Regions from separate parts of the Zea mays genome. Here all the other regions are linked to region 2. A link is a contact called in public Hi-C data. All regions are on one chromosome and are shown on one strand. The core of a region is the stretch at or near the end of the contact, and the rest is flanking DNA. Distances in the headings are between cores, read along the strand shown.

Region 1 (2,843 bases), core at 130-2,629, 180 kb after region 2:
ATGGCGTCTCCACTCAGGACACTGAACTCCATACACGAACTCGACTGTCTCCATGACATTTAATTCGGGTTTATGAAATCATTGCAGATACGAACAAACGAATCATAAACTCATGCCTGTCTCGGAAACAATTCTGAGCCAAGTAGAGTTTTTTGTTTTCTTTTAACAGAAGAAGAAGAAGAAAGTTTTAAAAAGCAGTAATGCAGCAGGCCGCCTCACCGATACAAAACTGAAATCTCTAAACAGCGCCAACGGAAAACAAAGGAAAGAAGGAAAACTCCACCCCCTCCTCTATCAGAGGCTGTAGATACAAACTCGATCTGCATCTACTGCGAGGGGAGGGGTAAAAAGCGAATAAGCAGTCTATGTGCACCGATAAAGATACCAAACGGAAGGCATCGATATTCGATACGGTGCCTCAGGCCACAGCTAATAGCCAAACAAATGAGAACATGGATCCTCTAGCGGGGAATGAACAGATCAGGCACTGAATAGCCAGAGAAGCGAAGTAGAACATGTCCTTTCGTCGTCTTTCGTCCCATTTGCTACCCAGCAACGTTCTCTCTTCTTTTCTTTGCCTAAAACCTCATCTCCTTCTACTGTATAAACCAAGAGCAGAGTTCCTCGCAGAGGAAGAGAGCAGACCGTGAAGAAACCAAGGGGGAAAAAAAGGGATAATAGTCTTCTCACAAAGCGAGACCACCGTAAACGTCGAGCTAGCTTTCCTCGCGGAAAAAACTTGTCTTTTTTTTTTCTTCCTTTTGGTACGAAACGGGCGAGCAGATACGCTAGCTCACGTTCTTTTACAGCGTAATACGAGCAGGAGCAGACCATCCCGTGTAGAAATCTAGAGCGAGAAAGCCAGAAAGGACGCTCTCAACGGCAACGCACGGGTAGCTGTAGCTTAGCTTTACCCCGATCCAAAGCAGGTAACACTAGTTCCACCGGAAACGCCTCTCAAGGCTCCTCTAGACTTGCAGAGCAGGCAGAGTTCACGGTTGGGGGGGCATCGATCTCCCCCGTTTAGCATAGGCTTAAGCAAAAAGGGTGTTGGGTTCTTCTGGTGCTTTACCTGCTCGAGCCGAGCGGAGCCGAAGCGAAGCCTGCGCCGCAGTGGAGAGACGGGGTTGGGGGTGGTGGGGACTTGGGAGTGGAGTGGAGGAGGAAGATGGAGGAAGGACACTTGTTACGCTGGGGAGGCGAGGGTGCGTGGCGACGAGCGCTGATTTAATAAAAGCGACGAGCCTCTGCGTGTGGGGAGCCGTGAAGTCATGTGCCGCCGGTCTTATCCAGATGGCCCTGTCTCCTCTTTCGCTTTTCCTTTTTTTTTCTTTTCTTTATGAGTCGAATAATTCTAAGGTAACTGAGTATACGTTTTTTTATAATAATAAATTGATTAAAATGTAAATTAACGGTGGTTGTGACTGATTTATTTATCTCTTTTTTTCGAAGAAAAAGATTGATTTTGTTTATCAGGAAGTATATTTTTTTCATTATTTGACAGAGCTAATGAGGAGCAGCCGGGTGGCGCACCTGCAGCACTGCGCAGCGCTAGATTATCCATCTATCTATCTTTTTTTTTTGTTCCGGCTTGTCAGCGGTCAGTCAGCCGTTGCGCACCGGACGGTGAGCAGAAGAAAACCACGGGCCGAGAAGTGAAGTCCATCGCTGTTGCGCCTGCGCGTAGGGAGGAGTCCCGGGGTGACGAAGAGCATGCATTGATGCGCGGAGGCGGAGCAACGGATCCCGGCAGTGGGCAGTGCCTACCACTACTCCACTAGCGTAATAATCAATCATGACTGACCGCAGGCGCCAAGGATTAGAGAGGACGCAACCCAACCCACAAAAGGACAGGGCACAGGAGGGTGGCTCCGTGGCTGGCGGGGCAGTGCACGGGGCCAGACAGGGCCGGTGCGCGTCGGCGTCGGCGTCACGAGCGCGCGTAAACAAAACAGGCGTCGCCGTCCCGGTGCCTCGTCGGGTCAGGAACCGGGCGGGAGTCGGGACGACGACGAGAAGAACAGAACGGGATGGGTCCTGCGTCTTCCTGGGGGCGGGACGCCAACAGATGGAGCGGAGGGACGGTGACGGCGGCGGGCGCGCGTGACGTGACGTGCGACCTCTGATGCCGACGTTCTGCCAGCCCAGCCGTTGGTGACACGGCTACCCACTCCTCCCTTCCTCTCTGAGTTTGTCGTCGCTGTTATTATCCGCTGCTGGTGGTGGTGGTGGCGCCGAAAATATCTTGGCCGCCGCCGCCGGCTGCATTGGATCGTTCATCTGCGCCTGTGTGGTCGCGCCAAGCTCGTCCCGTCCGTCTCTGGCCCCTACTGCTCCTACGCGAGCGTGCTGTTGCCCTCCCTGAATAGCTGGACCGATTCGCTGCGTTTTCACTCTCCACGGCGATGGTAACGCATTCGGCGGATTCCTAGCCCCAAGACACCGAAGCAGTGACGGTTTCGCTTTCACGGCTCCGAGTCACGGAAACACACATCGCTCGGCTACGCTAGCTAGCTAGTCTTGTGTGGCACTACCCACTAGCCACTTCCCAGTTCCCACCGACGAAGTTCCGTACGTGGACGTCGTGGCTGCCGGCAGCGTACACGGCTTGGATTGGATTATCGACGTAGGCTGCAAGGTGCGAGTGCGTACGTAGCAGCCTCGCCTCGTAGTAGTAGTGTAGTACCCATACCGTGCCTGCCCGCGAGGCCGCGACCACGAGCGGCCGAGAACGCCGGGGACCAGGCATAACGGCGGAGGGAGAGGGAGAGGAGGGAGGCCGGGCCGGTAGACTCCCAGCCGCGGAACGGGCGGTTGCCGGCCGTGGCCGCGCCACCACTCCG
Region 2 (2,803 bases), core at 238-2,737:
CTGTATCGCCCACGCTGCAGCCTGCCGAACTTGTACAGGGCCTTGGCGCCCTTGACGAGCTTGTCGGAGTAGGTCTTGCTGTTCTTGAACACTATGGAAGCTGCGGCCAGGGCGGCAGCCATTTCCGACGCTAGATCTGAGCAGGAGTGGCACTCGGTGACCGGCCTCTTGTAGTCGATGTCCTCTGGCCTCATCCAGCAGTAATGGTCGTTAGGCTGACTGCTGCCTTTAGAGGTGTCACCTACACCCACCTGCACGCATTGAGAAGTGTTGATACGGGAGTCAGCGGTCTGCTGTCCGCAGATGTGTGCTGTAGAAAGGATGCCAAGGTACTGGATCTGATGACCAGTTGCTTTGCACGACAGAGCAAATCAGCCGCCAAGATGATCTATTGTTGTTGCTACCAACCTGAGCGACGATCCTGTCTATCGTGTCGGCAGACGAATTGAAGGTCTTGAGGATGTAGTCCGTTCCCCACTTGATGAGCTCCCTGATATGGTCGAGCTCGCCGATGGCCTCGTACTTGGCCCTGTACTCGATCACGCTCCAGCTGAGCATGGTCATGGACCATGCCATGGGGTAGTTGAACTTGATGGCGTCCCCCGCGTCGTAGAAGCCTCCGACCAGGCTCCGGCGGACGGTGCTGTCGGAGAGGCCGTCCTTCATGCAGGAGTTGCCCCTCCAGCTCACGCCATTGTGCTTCGGCAGCGGGCCGGCTGACATTTCCAGAAGACGCGTCGTGAGTGAGCAGGCGAAAACGGGGAATTTCTGTCGGTGCAGCACAGCACTCGTTCTCTCCGTCAATTTTAATCGCTTTTACGAATCTCCCATGTGGAGTCTGTTGGTGTCAAAAAAATGTATGACAGGAGTACTGAAGCAACAAAGACATGTATCTGACGCAAAACCCGGCCGGATCTGACAGGAGAATTGAGAATTCAGAGCAGACGACTCACATCGCTGCGCGTTGAAGAACATGAGCGCCTTGTGCAGCGCCTGCGTGTACTGGTCGGGCGGCGGCGGCGGGGGGCGCTTGTGCGGGACGAGCTTGACGATCATGATGACGAAGCCGATGAAGACGCCGAGGCCGAGGATGGTGCCGACGGTCCACATGAAGACCTTACGGTCGACGACGACGCAGCCGAGGTCGACGTACCGCTTCTTCTTCTTGCCGGCCTGGTCGCCGGGCCCGGCCAGGAGCCAGCTCTGCTGCGTCTCGTCCAGCTGCCGCATCAGCGCCGCCCGGTCCAGGTCGCGGCTCCGGTCGTCGTCCGTCGCCGAGTCGGCGTTGGAGATCTCCAGCGGCCCGCCCCAGGGGTCCCGCCCGAACATCCTGCCCGGCCGGCTCGGCTCGGCTCTCCCGCTCGTCCTCCTCCTCCGCCCGCCGCGACGCGGCTGGCCTCTCTTCTCCCCCCCTGGCTGGCTCGGCGGCGGCAATGGGAGGTCTTGGCGGGTGGATCGAGTGGAGGGAGGGGGGACGGGTCGAGTGCACGGCACGAGTGAGCTGGGGTGGTGGTGGCGTGGCGCTCTGCTTTGTTATGGCGTGCGATGGGGTGGAGGGATCAGGTGGTTGGGGCGTTGCTTTCGCCTGCCCGCCGACCCTTTGGGCTGGGCGAGGGTGATCGGCTTCGCCTGAATGCTCGCACACCCACTCGTGTCTGTCTCCTCTGTCGTTGCCGCTGCGCACTGCGCTATCGACCGACGGGTGGGGTGGGTGCCCCGCGCCGTGTCACAGGGTGAGGGAGGGAGGGTGGGTTCTGCTGCGCCTATGCGCGTCCGCGCTGGTGTGGGGCCTGCCCGCTCTCTACTGTCTCTATGCAGGCGGAGCGCATTTGCGTGATTGCATATAGGCATGGGTACAAAAAGAGGGAGACGTACAAGAGGCGGCTTCCGGTCATGCGCCGACGAATCGAACCCCACCGAGGCTTCCGCTCGAGGCTCGACGAACTCGCACGCTTCCTGCACTGTTTGGAACCTCTGCTATAGCTGCAAAGCAATTCAGCACGCAGGAGAACCGCGCGGTAGTTGTAAGCTACGTTACTGTGTGTATTTGGGTGGTTATATAAGAAAAGGGAGGATAGGTTGTTGTTATTAATAACTTTTCACTACCGTAGATCACCGCGGGGGCACAGTTGTTGTACGCGCCCGCCTCATGAAAGGTGTAGTAAGCGACAAAGATAGATTGGGGGACAATAATGCATGAAAGCGACGGCATTATTAACTTGTCTCCCATCTGCTTTGTTTTGCTTTCCCTTTGCAAAGCGGTAACCGTCCGTCGTCCCTCATCAATTCAAAGGCTCGAGCGCGACGCATTCAGTAATAGTGGTACTGCTACACTAGGGGCATCTCCTAAAAAAAAGTAATTAGAAAATCCGTAGCCAGACCCCTTTTATTATCTAGTGCACAGTTTAACGAGAGCTGCTGCCTGCTGCATTCGAGCAGTCCGAACCTAAAACACTACTTATAGTTTCTATAGCCTACACATCATTTAGAAACTACTGCTAGACACTACCTCTTCAATATAAATATCAATATTAATTAACTGAATTTAATACTTCTTTTCGTTGTGATTTAGATATCGTGTTGAAACCAAGTCTTATACAAGACCCAGTTTCTTACTCTTTCTTTATTTAATTGTTTGCCACATCATCTTTTAGTTTATATCACAGTTAAATTAATGTTATAGAAATTGGATACCGTGGAGGGTTAAGACTGCTCTTATAGGTCAGGGAGAGAAGAAAACAGCAGTCAACACCAGAGCTCAGGCTCAGACCATGTCTCGGACATGCATTGTCTGCTTAATTAG
Region 3 (2,819 bases), core at 111-2,610, 160 kb after region 2:
TTAAGGAGACTCGGCTGATATGTTGATTTCTCGGATTTTCTGACTAGATTATCTTGGAGAAATATTAGCCTGAGTTATATGTATCATCATTTATTTTCCCCATGGGGGTTTTTGAGATGATGACTATAGACATGTTATTGTTCTTTGGGCTAGAGGTCCATTGGAGAACAATGTCATACTGTGGTTCAATTGAACCACTGACCATTATCCATAAGGATAATTGAGCTTGTGTTGTTCAGATGGAAACAGGAAAATGGAAATATTAACATCTTGCAAACAAAGTTTTGTGATAATCTTGCTGATCTATTTACAAAATCTCTACCATACTCAACGTTTTCAGAAATGTGTTGAGGTGATTGGTATGAGAAGACTTAAGTGCTTGCAAGATCAGGGGGAGTAATTCTCCGTGATATTCGACCTGTTTTGTACCATCATATTACACTCTTTTCTTTGTATGAGTTTTGCCTTGTTAAGGTTTTCTCATCCAAAGTTTTTAACGAGGTAATATCAACTAAGCTATATGCTTCATCATTAACTTTTCCCCACAGGGTTTTTATGCATGATGATTACAAGCATATTTTTCTTTTGGAAGTTTAATATGAGTTTTACTCATAATCCAAAAGACATTGTGTACTCCTTATTTTTCCCACAGGGTTTTTGAGGAGATAAGATCTTGAAAGAACAGCTGACAGATCATCAAATGAAGTTGGATTGATCAAGGAGGAGTGTTACAAAATATTACATATGTGATCAATCCAAGGGGTGCGACAGTTTTCTCCAAGGGACACACCCCTTGGGATACACCCCTTCACTTGTATATAAGTGTAATGATCTGTGGAATACAAAACAGTGATTGTCTCTGTCATTTATCTCAATCTCGTTACCACTGAGTTCTAACATAGTTTTCATTACTCTCCAACTCTGGGAAGCGGAACGCCGAAACACCTCCACCCATCCGACGTGTCCTAGCCGCGGCGCGCTGACCTGTCCACCCCGTCCACCGTGGCTCGAGCAAACCCCCTTCCCGCCTCCCGCCCGCTGCGTGCCGGAGCGTGCCGCGGCGCGCGAGTGCGCGCGCCCCACGCTCCCTCGCCTCGCATTACACCACGCACGGATCTGCACCAATAGCGGACCACCGGTCGGCCGCAAACCCACCCACAGAATCTTCTCGCTCGCACGGGATCCCAAACTTGCGTCCACGTAGGACGCCGCGCGTGCAACCGAGCCGTTCCAGGAAGCAACAGGGCGGTTGCGCCTCGGAGACCTCTGCCGTGCCGGCTCCGCCAATCCACATCGCTCCCCCCGCCCAACCTATTTCTACGCGCACCACCCGTTCGTCGCCGGTGACTCGTCTCGGCTCGTGCTACTTCTACTTCGGATTGCCACCGGTCTCGCCACCACTCCCGGCGCCTCGAACCATCAACCTGTCGCAAGAGGTCGCGGGCGGTCCGATCGGTGGTGCCGTGCGCGATGGCGGCGCCGCCTACCGTGCGGGGCTACGGGCCAGCGTCGCCGTCGTCGTCGGTGGCGCTGCCTCGGGCGCGATCGCGGGTGCCTGCGTCGCTCGTGCCCGTGCCGACGCGGCGGGCGCCATCGGTGCGCCTGCGTGCGGCGGTCGCGGACGTGCCCCGCGGCGGCCTGCAGCTCCAGCGGCGGGAGGTGGAGGTACTGTCGGGGACCGTGTTCGGCAGAGAAGAGGATGAGGTGTTGGAGAAGGTCGGGGAGGAGAAGGTGGACGGGTGGATACGGGAGTCGATCGCGGAGATCGTGCGGCACATAGGCGAGGCGCCGTTCCTGGTGCACCTGTTCAGCAGCGGCGACGGCGACGGCGAGCACGTGACGGTGCGGCGGGAGACCGCGGCGCCGGAGAGCTGGCCGGACGTGCGGCGCCGGTGGGGGATGGGCGGGCAGCGGAGGCCGGACGGGGTCATCCTGGTCGAGCAGGTGGCGGCCGTGGCCGTGGACGGCGGCGCCTCGGCGTCGGAGGCGGCGCGGCAGGTGTGGGGGCTGGTGGTGCAGGCGCGCGGCATGGAGCACGCCTCGTGTTACGTGCTCGACACCTGCCGCGTGCGCTCGTCGGCCGGGTTCTGCACGCACTTCTGCCTCGCGCGGGCCAAGTGCTTCGGCGACCCCGTCGAGCTCCAGCTCCGCAACGCCTGGCTCAACCGCCTCGCCGGCCGCCGATAGCCGCCACCCGTGGCCTCGGCTACCACTGGACTGATAGTATTAGATGCGCCAAGGACCAAACGCAATGACGATGGGTCCTCTTCGCTGGCAAGAACGAGGAAGAGAAGCACGCGAAATCAGAATCCATCAAATCTTTTCGTTCAGTTCTGTTTCTCCCTGAATTGGAGTTGGAGATCATGTGTACAGATTATTGGCTGTAATTCTTACTGGCGTTCTTCGCTTATTCAATCAAGAAGCGATTCTTCGAGGCAAATTACAGTTAATTCATTGCCTACTCCGAAATTTTCGGATCTCCTCATCTATTGCAACCTCTCTTGCTTTCGTTGCAAGGCTAGTGACGACATGATTACGATTCCATCGGTTTGGATTGCGCCGTGTAAAGTTGGCTGTTCATTTACTAGTAGTTTTTCTCCTCTTCTCGACAGTGTTGGACAGTGTTGGTTCGCTAATTTTATTGAACATCATCCCTAACTTGCGGTCTCGATCCAGTTCGGCATCAGCATGATCCAAACATTTAATTAAAGGGATGCTTTTTGCCTTGACGTGACAACGAAGCTGTCAATATTGACAGCAGAATCAGCTCTGCTCGCCTGAAAGTGGTAGCAGCTGTACGATGCTAGAACGAGTGCACC

The links. Hi-C and Micro-C count contacts between places; a contact is called where the count stands out from the background.
Region 1: a Hi-C map of leaf mesophyll shows a contact between it and region 2, with 2.1 times the contacts expected there. The contact joins the promoter of LOC100283846 here to the promoter of LOC100285405 in region 2. A contact is called at or near these places in 9 of 25 Hi-C or Micro-C datasets (bundle sheath, ear, endosperm and 4 more).
Region 3: a Hi-C map of endosperm shows a contact between it and region 2, with 3 times the contacts expected there. The contact joins the promoter of LOC100191965 here to the promoter of LOC100285405 in region 2. A contact is called at or near these places in 3 of 25 Hi-C or Micro-C datasets (bundle sheath, endosperm and leaf) and 1 of 3 datasets of contacts at active chromatin or transcription factors (leaf).

The regions. Positions count from the first base shown.
Region 1 is chr1:280,477,185-280,480,027 of Zm-B73-REFERENCE-NAM-5.0, forward strand. LOC100283846 reads right to left here and starts at 1,380. Exons shown (of 6, transcript NM_001412592.1): 1 at 1,073-1,380.
Region 2 is chr1:280,300,304-280,303,106 of Zm-B73-REFERENCE-NAM-5.0, forward strand. LOC100285405 (endo-1,4-beta-glucanase Cel1) reads right to left here and starts at 1,488. Exons shown (of 6, transcript NM_001158298.3): 1 at 954-1,488; 2 at 409-716; 3 at 1-251. The coding sequence starts at 1,329.
Region 3 is chr1:280,455,684-280,458,502 of Zm-B73-REFERENCE-NAM-5.0, forward strand. It overlaps LOC100191965, which reads left to right and starts at 1,361. Exons shown (of 1, transcript NM_001137389.1): 1 at 1,361-2,413. The coding sequence starts at 1,471. The coding sequence ends at 2,187.